2 separate regions of the Salmo salar genome follow, and region 2 is linked to region 1. The links are chromatin contacts, called in public Hi-C maps. All regions are on one chromosome and are shown on one strand. The core of a region is the stretch at or near the end of the contact, and the rest is flanking DNA. Distances in the headings are between cores, read along the strand shown. Region 1 overlaps LOC106592263 (chromodomain-helicase-DNA-binding protein 9). Region 2 holds the start of LOC106592263 (chromodomain-helicase-DNA-binding protein 9).

Region 1 (6,300 bases), core at 2,046-4,545:
AACTTACAGTCACGTCAAAAAGTCAAGCCAGAATAACAGCGAGTAGCTGCATTTGCATTTGTTTAAGCTTTTTAGTGACATTTATTTGAACACATCCATAACAATAAGCTAATGAGGTGCGATTTCGCCTGGCACAGAAAATGTGCTCACTTGTCAGGAAACTGATGTTCAGAGGAGCAAGCCAACAACAAGGCTAACACAATCACTTCAAATTGAAGCTGGAAAGACTGCTAACTAGCTTCATTTTTACCTTTTTTCAATTTACATTTCTTTGTATATATCCATAAAATGATGCCAGCTGATTAATGATTTCTACTGGCTGAAAAACGCTGCCTGACTGTCTGTCTCGTCCCGACTCCCGACACCTTCATTACTATGGGACAGCTGGAGATCGAATTTGAATATTGAAGCAATGTTGCAAATGTCGGAGAGACAGACAGCAAGGTTTATACAAATCTCCACTGTTGAACACTAAATGTTAGCCTAAAAGAAATGTGAGAATGTCTAGATGCTTTTTATAGTGGAGATCAAGTTTATAAATTGCTTGGCTGGGTTGATGAGACAATGGATTGCACTGTCAGATGGAACAGAGTAATTAGGCATTTTAAAGTAATAGATTTAACCGGTGGTAACTTGTGGAATAAACACAGAATGGAATGCGGTTTTAACCAATCAGCATTCAGGATTAGACCCACCCGTTGTATAATTCCCTATTATAGCACGGTAGAACTCAATGGCTAAAGTTCACTCTTACATGTTCTATGTTTGAGCTGCTTTTTAAAGCAAAACAGGATTGAAAACTTTATTGGCATTGTTGAATCATATTTTCATAATGGCAAGCTAGGACTGAAGGTTTGGTTAGCTAAACTAACAAGTTTGTTTGTTTGGTTACCACAGCAACTACTGTAGCTATCTAGTAAAGTTGCTAGCTACTTCAGTAGATGTTGAACACATTTCTACTGGAAAATGAACACATTTCTACTGGAAAATGAAAACATTTCTAGCGGAAAATGTGTTAAATTATTGCCGTGGTATAAAAGAGATAATCAAAGAGGGGCTATGCGTTCTCAGGAAAATAATACAACTCTGTTGAAGGTCAGTTCCACTTCGCTAGCGCATCGTGGAGCACACCTTCCACATCATCCATTATTTTCCATAGAACGCATAGCCCCTCGTTGATTATCCTTCACAAATGGAATACGAACAGTAGATGTTTTAATTCAATACAACTTTATTGATACTGTTTCTATACAGAATGGATAATTCCCTGTAGTTTCCCCCTTCCTAATCTGTAGGCCTAGGCCTACAACACATGGTCTGCAGAACATTAGCCTAATTAGGCTATGGTATTAGACTTAACTCTGTAACATGTCTGTCCTTCTACCACCCACATTTCTTCACATCCGCTCCTCCATCCAGATACAGGCAACCAGTACCCTTTTCACACTGAGCCAAACTAATCCGAGCTGTACGGGGCTGGCCCATTTGCCTGGTTACACATCCAACATAGAATAAGAAAATAGTGGTATCAGAGCCAGACTGTAAGGACCGCCGCCGGACAGGAGAAGCAGGTACGGGGAGTCAGACATTTATTCGGGAACAGACAAGGAAACAAGACAGGAACAGCGTCGGAACACTGGTAACACGGACATGAGACAATTAATCCCAAAGCGGGGAACAGAGCTTGGGAACAGACAGATATAGAGAAGGTAATGACAAAAGTAATTGAGTCCACGTGAGTCCAATGATTGCTGATGCGAGTGACAGGGAAGGCAGGTGTGCGTACTGATGGTGGCTTGAGTGCGTAATGCTGGGGATCCTGGCGCCCTCGAGGGCCAGGGGGAGGAAGAGCGGGAGCAGGCGTGACACAGACAGTATGGTTTGGGTCAACCCTATGTGAATACAGCCCAGTTAAATGCCATATATTGTACTACTGCAGCTTTGCCTAAGGCCCTGCTGCCATGTGACCTGCTAGAGCTGTGTGCCAGCCAGGCTGTGACATCACAGGTCAAAGTGGACCAGGTCAGAGAGTGAGGACGGAGGACCTGTAAGCCCTGTTAGCCCACTGAGTGTCACTTCTGTTATTAGCCTCTCCCCGGGACAAGAGGTTAGCGCCAGCACACCTTACCTTCCCTCTCCTACCCTGTGAAGGATCATTAAGGCCTGATGCTCTTTTTAATTGGTTCCGGAAGCATCGCCGTGCAGTGTGCCCCCATTCATTTATCAACTACACCTCTCTACCTCCCCCTCTCTCTCTCTCACACACAAACACTCCATCTGTCTCTCTCTCTCTCTCCTCTCTCGCTCCTCTCTCTCCTCTCTCTCTCCCTCTTTCCTCACTCTCCATGCATGACTTTAAATTGGCCCACAGCCATAGGCCTAATTAACAGGCCTAATCTCTTCCCCACCTCCTGACAGACTAATCTATATTCCATTAACCAGGCAGTAGGTTTGGTCTCTGGTTGGGAACTGGTTGGGAACTGGGAAGGTGAGTAGTGTTGTATACTGCTGGTATTATCCCTCTCACAACACAAGGCCAAGAACTATTCTTAGGGACGTAATGCATGAAGACGCGACACACTTTGCTGTGAGGAGTGTTTTTAAGGAAGAGTCGACGTCAAAGGTTGACTTCTAGGTAGACTTAAGATATTTTTAAAAGGAAAACGTTTAGGCAAAGGCTGAAGTGAGAGAGAAGCAGTGGATCATCTCTATTGTATCTATCTGTACTATGCACTTTATTAGTCATCGAAAGAAAAGTAAGCTGTCATTGATTAAAGTTCTAGGGACCAGTACCACACACTGTCTCCTATATTTGCTCTGAAGGAACACTATGTTCACTTGCTCAGCTCTCTCTGTTACAACAGATACTCCCCTACTAGCCTATACACCCGGCATTACAGCACTACCTAGTGGGTGAAAATAGAGGCTAACTGTTGATATGGTGGGTCTTGTGGGCTCTATGATTGGCTATAGTGTGTGCACAGTTATAGTGCGAGTTCCATCCTGTCCTAGGATGATAAATGTCAATTTCCCTAACGGTGTTTTAGTGGAGTCCTACTCAAAGGCCCGCAGAGGGAGGCAGAAGTAAGAGTGGCAGGCACACTAATACAGGCTCTGAGTCTGTGATGAGGATATTATGGACTGTTTAGAGACTCACACCTGTGCCTCTGGCTCCCTCTTTATCTCTTTCTGTCTCTTTTACACTTTTCTCTCTCTCTCTCTCTTTCTTTTTTACTCCCCCCCTCTCTGTCTCACTTTAGAGGGAAGCCCCCCCACCCCACTAATTTCTCTGCCGGGAGGCCTATTTGCATGTTAACCATTGGGTTGCCAAGGCTCCACCAAGCCATGTGACCAGTTAAGCATGTGTGTTTGGCTGCCTGCCTGCGTTCACTGTTCCTGTTTCTCCCTTGTTTTCACCAACACATTCTCAGCCTAGAGAGACAATACACCCTGTGCAGAGCCAGTCGCTGGCAGATAAAAGCCTTCCTGTGTATGAATCTACGTATACATGGGTGTTATTGAATCTCTTCCTAGCTTTCTCTATCTACCTCTATCTGTTGCTCCTACCTACCTACCTACCTACCTACCTACCTACCTACCTACCTACCCACCTACCTACCTACCCACCCACCCACCTGCCACCCACCCACCACCACCTACCTACCTACCTACCCACCTGCCTACCCACCCACCTACCCACCCACCCACCTACCACCCACCTACCCACCCACCTACCTACCTACCACCCACCTACCCACCCACCCACCCACCTACCTACCTACCTACCTACCTATACCTACCTACCTACCTCTCTCTATATATATATATACCTCTATCTGTTGCTCCTACCTACCTCTCTCTCTCTCTCTCTCTCTCTCTATCTACCTCTATCTGTTGCTCCTACCTACCTCTCTCTCATTGAACAGCCTGTTATGTAGTCTTTTACATTATGATGTCGGTCCCAGACTAAAAGGATGCTGTCTGTCCGTCCCAGTGAACCCCTCAGTGTACTATACATCAGCGCACTGTACTCCATATCAGGTGTTGAAATGTTCATGCTCAACATGCAGTACATAACATGGCTGCATACCTGTTAAAATATCTCCCTGAATTACACTATACATACAGTATCTTTACCTGTTCTTCTTGACAGTGTTTTAATAGCTGTGCATTGATCTTTTTCAGGGGCTCTGTGAAAGTGTGGCTCTGTCTCTGTGAGAGTGAGGCTCTGTCTGTGAAAGCGAGGCTCTGTCTCTGTGAGAGTGAGGCTCTGTCTCTGTGAGAGTGAGGCTCTGTTTCTGTGACAGTGAGGCTCTGTTTCTGTGACAGTGAGGCTCTGTTTCTGTGACAGTGAGGCTCTGTTTCTGCGACAGTGAGGCTCTGTTTCTGTGACAGTGAGGCTCTGTTTCTGTGAGAGTGAGGCTCTGTTTCTGTGAGAGTGAGGCTCTGTCTCTGTGACAGTGAGGCTCTGTTTCTGTGACAGTGAGGCTCTGTTTCTGCGACAGTGAGGCTCTGTTTCTGTGACAGTGAGGCTCTGTTTCTGTGAGAGTGAGGCTCTGTTTCTGTGAGAGTGAGGCCCACTGCCACTATGCTATAGTTTATTCCTGTTGTATGGAATGCTCCCCTCTGGCATGTGACATGTTCTCGCTCCACTGCAGGGACGGTAATTGGCATGTTGTGTCATTTAGTTCCCTTCGTTCCTTCTCTCCTAGAACAGGAGTCCAACTCCCAAGGCCTAGCCTGACAGCTAGCCTATATCAGATGCCCACTCAAACATGGGGAGAACACACATATAGCCTGCCGCTAGTAAGCACGCACACAGACACACACACACACAGGCTAATTTATCTAGATATGGGCATGGGGACAAGCACATGGGCACTAGATTGGAGTTAACACAACCTACTGTGTACATCGTGACCTCCCACACATACTCTACATTGGACTTTAACCAGTTGTATGTTATTCCTACAGTTGTACTGTTCAATGTTTTGTCATGTTTGTAGTTCCAATGTTTGTAGTTCCAATGTTCTTCCACAGAGTTAGGTGTCTGGCAGGTTTTGTAAGAGAGTTGTGCTCAGACATCGGCTGGAGATAGCAGAGCCAAATGATATTGCAGCTAAGCTGTTGTTTATTTAGCCAGTCAGGAAGGAGAGCTTTCCTTTTAGCTTTCACCTTTGTTTGCCACTACTGATGAGAGGGCCAGTTAAATACATCAATCAGTCTCTCTTTATTTCCTACCTCTCTCCCCCTTCTCTTTCTCTCTAGTTTCCCCAACGCCTAATGGAAAGCTAGGAATATTGACATAGATTATGACTTACTTAAGGCCTACTAATCATACTAGTCTACTTATTAAAGCGATAAAGCAACACAGATCAGCTAAGTGAACTAGGCCTATGTCCTTAAGAGCTCAGTGCCCCCCTCAGCTATTATCCATGTGAGATAATTCTGCTCTAATATCATTAACCAGTGTTACATTTCAGACAGGGAGAGAGCTGCTGCTCTGCTGCAAATGTCCTTCCCTTAGCCACATAGCCATGTAGCCTTTAGCCTGTAGCTTACTAGTCTGTAGCTTCAGACCTGTTACTGTTATTTCTAACTAACAGGGAGCTAACTATCCATCTCCAGGTACTTAGCCTCCCCCTAGCCACATAGCCATCGAGGCTAGCCATAGCCATAGCCTGTAGCTTACCAACCTGTTTCCGGTTACTTCTGACTAGCAGGGAGCTAACAGTCAACCCCCAGGCTATGTAGCCCATTGTGTAACCTGAGAAGGGCCTTATATGTTGTGCACAAGGTTTAAAACGGGAGTTCACTGTGAAAACACAGTCATGTGCTTTAGAGCAAGATGTATGGCTCTTTAAGTTTGTGTGTGTGTGTGTGAGCACGTGCATGCGTGCGTGTCTGTCTGGTGATGTGTGTGTCTCCACTCTGGGACCTAACCCTGTGCCAGGCAGACCCCAGGCCAGCCAGGCGTGTCTGTCTGGTGATGTGTGTGTCTCCACTCTGGGACCTAACCCTGTGCCAGGCAGACCCCAGGCCAGCCAGGCGTGTCTGTCTGGTGATGTGTGTGTCTCCACTCTGGGACCTAACCCTGTGCCAGGCAGACCCCAGGCCAGCCAGGCGTGTCTGTCTGGTGATGTGTGTGTCTCCACTCTGGGACCTAACCCTGTGCCAGGCAGACCCCAGGCCAGCCAGGCGTGTCTGTCTGGTGATGTGTGTGTCTCCACTCTGGGACCTAACCCTGTGCCAGGCAGACCCCAGGCCAGCCAGGCGTGTCTGTCTGGTGATGTGTGTGTC
Region 2 (6,300 bases), core at 1,257-3,756, 37 kb before region 1:
TGTGTCCATGGTAATTTCATAAACAATTAATTTAGACCCATTGTTTATTTACTGAAATGTGTGCCGATGCCTGGCTACTAAAAGAGACAGGCGGCTGTTTGAGACTTGCTGTTTAATTGAAATGTTGCGGTATTCTGTGTTTTTTTCTTAATTCTCTGAGCTAATGAAATTAGATTGTGGCCAGGTTGGGGCAATTATCACTCCACACTGTATTGACTGGCAAATTGCATGTATAATCAAATGTATTAGTCACATGCGCTGAATACAACAGGTGTAGACCTCACACTGTTTTTTCAGGTACGACAAGGATGTGCAGTTGTTCAAAAGCAAGGTGGTAGACAGCGTCAAACTATGCAACAGTCACCTCTTCGACCAACCCAAGATGGACGATCCTTATGCAATAAGGTTGATAGTAGGAAAAGCTCATTCCTGGAATTCCATTTCTCATTCTCATAGCTCACGAACAATCTGAACATTCAGTATTTAATATATATTTTATGTCAATAAGAAACCTCCTGCAGCATATGAAAGAAGATGCAATAAATGGTTGAGAATTTGGTTTCTCTTAAGTGTTATTTTTTTATGCTCATTTTTCCAGTTTCTCTTCATGGAACCCAGCGATCCACGACGACGCGAAGGAACGGATGTTCACACATAAAGTGAGTTTTCTAAACCCCAGCAGTGTGCTTTTCAGACTTATGTAAAAGGACACAAAGCTCTGAGTCTGTCTGCTATGGGCCATGGACTCGGGTTCCCTCTGAGCTTACTCCCAAAAGAGGCTTGTTTTACTTGAATGAGAGCCAGCACGGCTGTGATTGGTCAAGCTGTGTGAGCGGCCATTTGTTTCCATGGTGCTAGCTGACCAGTGTGGTAATGCGTGTCTGTTATTCTAGAGAAGGCCTGAGGATCACCACAAGGGACTGCAGGTGTCAGGACTGTCTTGGGTGAAGCCCGGATCCACACAACCTTTCAGCAAAGACGACAACCCTCCCCAGAACTGAGCTGAACCTGCAGTCCTAGTCAGCAGCCACTAGAGAAAGATGCAGAGCAGAATGCCACGCCACAGACTAGCTTCAGCAGCCGTTCAGTCGTGTGAATAGGAACTGAACAAGTTGAATGGACTTAATTTTACATTACAACACTTGCGCTCAGCTTTAAAAGCATTATAGGCATCTTGTGCTCAAACAGCTATAGAATAAAAATGTGTGTATGTAAGTAAATCAACAATGACAACTGGTTGACTTAGTAACAGGCTACAATGCAATCAGAGCTTTTTCCCTTTAATTTCTTCTCTGCTCTTTGCACACGCTTGGGTTTGGTCTATGAAGATAACCACTCAAAGCTGGTTGAAAGGTGAGAATAAAAATCTGCATTAATTATAGGTATACTGTATGAGTGGACTATGGATTCATTACCGCTTGTTAAGGTGGGGTCAGGACAGTTAATGATTGGGACTTGGAATGTTTTTCAATGACTGGAGATGGACTCTAACCTTGGGTGTTCTTTTTTCCCCCCAAACATATTTGACTGAAATCAAATTAGAGCAACACTACATTTTTGGGGTGGGGGGGAAATTTGTTCTTTTGGATTACGGTTTAGTATCTTTATTTCTTTACTGTGTAAACTATAGGCAAGATGGGTAATATATTTTACTTGCAGGTATGGTTTTAATGAATATGATAAGATAAATCACTTATGCATCTTTACATTGCTTTTAATTCATTTTGAATGTTCTATTTACCCTTATTGAGCTGATTAAAGGTTTGTGTAAATAAAGAAATGTGTGCTGTGGGAATGGCAGCCCTCAACAGACATTGTTTTGCTCAAAGCTGTTGGCTACTTGGCACTATTTATATTGCTGTGAAATGAAGTAAACACATGCTGTCGTCTGGACTGTTGAATTTGGTAAAACAATGCATACGTGGACTACTCATTTTACCTTTCCTATATGGAACCAAAACTTCAGTCAACAGTTTGCGCTGTATAGGTAGTGAGTTTGGAAAGCTTTTCTTTGAAAGGAAATAAACATGACAAAGCATACCAATGACTCATTTTTTTTAATAAATTGAGCCTTTATATATCTAGTTAAGCCAGTTGAGAACAAATTCTTATTTACAATGACGGCATAACCCGGATGACGCTGACCTATGGGACTCCCAATCATGGCCGGTAAATGATACAGCCTGAAATCGAACCAGTGACACCTCAAGCCCTGAGATGCAGTGCCTTAGACAGCTGTGATGTACATGTATGTAGTGATTTAGGTTTGAGGTAAGCACTGTTTGCCATTGACTAGCTGTGGAGGTCTAAGTAGCCTTTATTCATCACATAAGGGTGTGGGTCATGTCGCACGGCAACGTGTTAGAGCTCAATTTGGCCTTTGTGACTCCAGACTCTGGAGTGACACCAAATGGGTGACACCATCCATATGGCCCCTATAAACCATATTTTCAGATCAAGCATACATTTACTCCTGATAAATCAGCTGGATAGGTTGATAACCAGGGGTGAACATACGATGTAAGTATTGAAAAATGAATTAACACGTTAGCGAAGACAGACAATGTATGCTTGATCTGAAAATGTGGTTGGAGTGTGTGACGCAATTTCGGGGACTCAGAGGCACGCGAGGCCTAAAAAGTTTAACTTTCTCCAGTAATACTTTCAGAAATGAAGGCATTTACTTTGATTTAACTTTCAGAATAATCTGGTTGGATCTCATAGATTTTAGAAAACCTTTCCACTATTTCTGATCTCACGCTGTCAGGCATAGATTTATGGTTCCCTGTCAAGACCGTAGTGACTTGGTTTAGCAGTACTGTCAAGAGCCACTGGGGGTCACCACACACTAATGACAGGTTGCCATGTTATTTTCCAACTATCTCGCCTGTCAGAGTCTACATTATTATCTGGGAGACTACAGGTTTGTGTTATTAAAGTAAAACCTCCGCGGATTGGCTTCAGATATACCGCGGCCATCTTGTGTGTCATGCCTTTATAACCAATTTTGTCTAATATTTGTCATTTTATTTCACATATGAGTAGTTATTATGGCACAAAATTGAAAAAGGAATTTGTCCATGTGGAACCGACTGCAAATGTAATCTGAGATTATAAAAATGTAACGACTCCTCAATTGTCCAATCAGAGAGCAAGTAACTGATATGCAAATTAATGTCTTCATCGATTCGTCACGTCAGCAGCAGTAGAACCGCTGTGGTCAACTAGTTAACTTCGCTCTTGTAATTTTCAGTCAACGGATTTTTCGTCACTTCGGTAAGTAATAAAATAATTTTCTCGTCATAAATAGAAAGTATTGGCTCCACACAGAGCTTTGAACTCTGGGAGCAAACTGTCATTCTAATGACTGAGAGACAGTGACGCTCAGCTGTGGTCACTAACGTTACGTTAGCAGTGGGAATCCCGGTCTGAAAAGCACCCAACTAGCTACAATATCAGTCAAATGGCTCGCGGAACATTGTGAGTTATTACATTTCCATAATGGTTCTCAGAGTTCGAAATATTGCGCTCGTGTTACTAAAGTTATTGACGGCGCTTCGTTATGGTGGTCCTGAACTGACAGCGACCCGCTGTGATGGTACGAGCCTCGAGCCAGCTCAGCATCGTTACCATGAATGTGAATGCAGAGGATAACGTGATATCAGTCGGGAGTCTCAACGAAAACGAAACTCGGTCGGGTCCATCAACAACTGGTTTAATTGGCTGTGATCAATCTATTGCATTGTTCTTAATGAATGACTGTCGACCTCCATCCAACTCTTCCCTCCTCTCCTACTCAGCAGAGGCGTCACGACATCACTGGAGTCGAGAGGAGAGGGGCTTGGAAGGAAAGACAAGTGGGGACACGTGTACGATTCGAGTCTCGAGAAGAACAGATGGTGGGAGAAAATCCCTAAAGCTTGGCACCTGACTTTCAGATTCAGAAAGTTAAGATTCAGCTAATTTCTATAACTAGGTAGCTAGTTACCTGTTGTGACAGGGAAACACATCGAGTGCCAAGCAGCCTTTTACTAGGAGGTGCAGCAAGGCTATTGTGAAGATTCGATGCTCAGATAGCCACGAGCCATAGCTGCACTCAGAGGATGCTGAGGTTAGTGGCCATTACAGACTGGCTTCTTTCTATCATGGGTTCATTGTTACAGATTCTCGCTGTGCCACATAAACCGGGTTTGGTTAATTTGGGAATTCTAGAAGCTATTCTAAAGTAAAATTCAATAATGTAATAGGATACTTATTAACCTTTCTTACTTCGTAATAATAGTGTTATTCTTGGGATTATTCCTATTTGGCGTCTTTACAAACGAGTGTAATCAGCAGCCAGTTGATTAAAGCCGATTGATGATTATCATGGATGTCCGTTGCACGTAGATGTAGTTTGTGCAAATTATATTTTGATTCCTGAATCCATGATGGAGTTGGATCGTCGACAGACGACGGCTTTGTGAGTTTGGACAGTTTGATGCTACATTGTTTCTGTCTGTATATCGTTGTCGTTATTGTGGCTGCACTTGTTATCTGTATTTTTTTGTTGAGGGTGCTTAGATATGTCACCAGGACTCTGAAATTGACGACGCCTATTTATTTGTTGTGTATAGTGGGTTGGCGATATCATGCTACTTGAAGCAAAGAGGCATAGACTCATGATAAACAAAGAAAGAAGCAAGCGGCATGCAGAGGTAGCTAGCCCACTGGGCACATATTTCAATTCAACGTCTGTTCCACGTTGGTTCAATGTAATTTCATTGAAATGACGTGTAAACAACGTTGACTCAACCAATGTGTGACCAGTGGGAGGCTAAATGTAAGCAGGAAGCGCAGCAAAACACGAATGCATTTATATTGCACTGACTATGATGGGACCTGTTGAATGTGCTCTGGAATGGACTTGATCAGTGAAATGAATCTCCATTGTCCAATGTTGCTTTTTTAACCAAATCAAAGTTTATTCAGGTCTTTCGTTATTGGTGGGCTGGTTATTACCCAATACTTTGAGGGTAGAGCCTACAGATAAACCAGCCAAACAAATAGTCTACATTCGATTTGGCTGTGAATTATGTTTTACATTTTAAACTGGGTTTCACTGTAGCTAAAACTCCAGATATTAACTAGAGCTAGTTTTACTGCAGATCTGGGTTCAACATCAATTTATAAAGACTTTCAAGACTGCATAAAGTCTTCATATGAACTACATATATGCTTCACAACCCTAGCATTTATAAGAAAAGTCATAGCCTACCTACTACATGCAATACCCCCAAAAACCTGCCTGAAACTAGATCCTCAAGATTCTGGTCTTGATGAGAATAAAAATAAAATATATGTCTGGGGATGTTCTCTTATGCACTGTTCAACCAATCTAGTAAATGTGAAGGAGGAGTTAAGATGGAGTGTCACCTTGTTAATGGAAGTGTCACAGGCTCTCTCTTCCATTTCCCCTGAAAACTGGACCTTACGGTTATTGGGAACCACGCTAAGGCTACACCCAAGGGTAGTGGTATTTATTTTATTTTATATAAACTGATTGACAGACGTTGGCTCAATTATTTGAATTGCATTTCCTATTTGTTTCTTCTTCATTGAGATTAATGCGCACATTGCACACTTTCTCTAGAGATAAATCAGATCCAGCCTGGAGTGTGTGATGTAGTAGGGACAACAGGTCAATATTCTACATAGTTTAGCACATAAAATGTGGTAATTAACTAAAATGACCATAATCCATTGCACATCTACTCGTCCCGTCTGTTTCTTTCATGCCTGCTACAGAAGAGACAGAAGAATGCGTGATTGTGAGGTGATATAGAGAGCAGCTGTTGCTTCGTGCAGTATCGCTACCTGAAAATACATGATCAAAGTGATTGATAGTTGGTATTCAGCAGTCATAAAAGTATGTCTTGTTTACTTTGAAGAACTACAAAATTGTGATTTTGTCAGACAGCATAGGTAGCAACTCTATAGAGATGAGATGATGACTTGGAATAAAATAATAAAGCCATCAAATAAAACAAATGTAGTATTGTAACGACCGTCGTAGGAAGTGGACCAAAATGCAGCGGGTACGTGAATGCTCATATTTATTTTATTACGAATTCCACACAAAAACAACAAAACGAAACCACGAACGACAGCTAACAGTTCTGCAGGCTAAACATAGCAGTGCACGAATACAACTTCCCACAAAGGGAAAGGTGAAAACAGGGCTACTTAACCTCTCTAGGGGAGGTGGGACGAAATCGTCCCACACTATTCAACAGCCAGTGACAAATCAGACCGCCAAAT

The links. A called contact is a pair of places that touch in the nucleus more often than the background predicts.
Region 2: a contact with region 1 is called in a Hi-C map of gill, with 5 times the contacts expected there. The contact joins the promoter of LOC106592263 here to the enhancer-like site in region 1. A contact is called at or near these places in 3 of 3 Hi-C or Micro-C datasets (blood, gill and muscle).

What each region holds. Positions count from the first base shown.
Region 1 is chrssa11:29,093,001-29,099,300 of Ssal_v3.1, reverse strand. All of the region lies in intron 2 of LOC106592263 (chromodomain-helicase-DNA-binding protein 9), which reads left to right. Among protein-coding and RNA genes, the nearest start is that of LOC106592263, 37 kb to the left of the region's middle. Within about 2 kb of position 3,295, at least 5 of the 13 cell types and tissues checked have an H3K27ac peak or open chromatin away from gene starts, as enhancers often do. A contact at or near this core is called in gill and muscle, where this site is marked.
Region 2 is chrssa11:29,129,089-29,135,388 of Ssal_v3.1, reverse strand. It overlaps LOC106592263 (chromodomain-helicase-DNA-binding protein 9), which reads left to right and starts at 2,506. Exons shown (of 40, transcript XM_045689301.1): 1 at 2,506-2,520. aktip (akt interacting protein) reads left to right here. Exons shown (of 10, transcript NM_001139922.3): 8 at 298-405; 9 at 599-659; 10 at 894-1,828. The coding sequence ends at 1,001.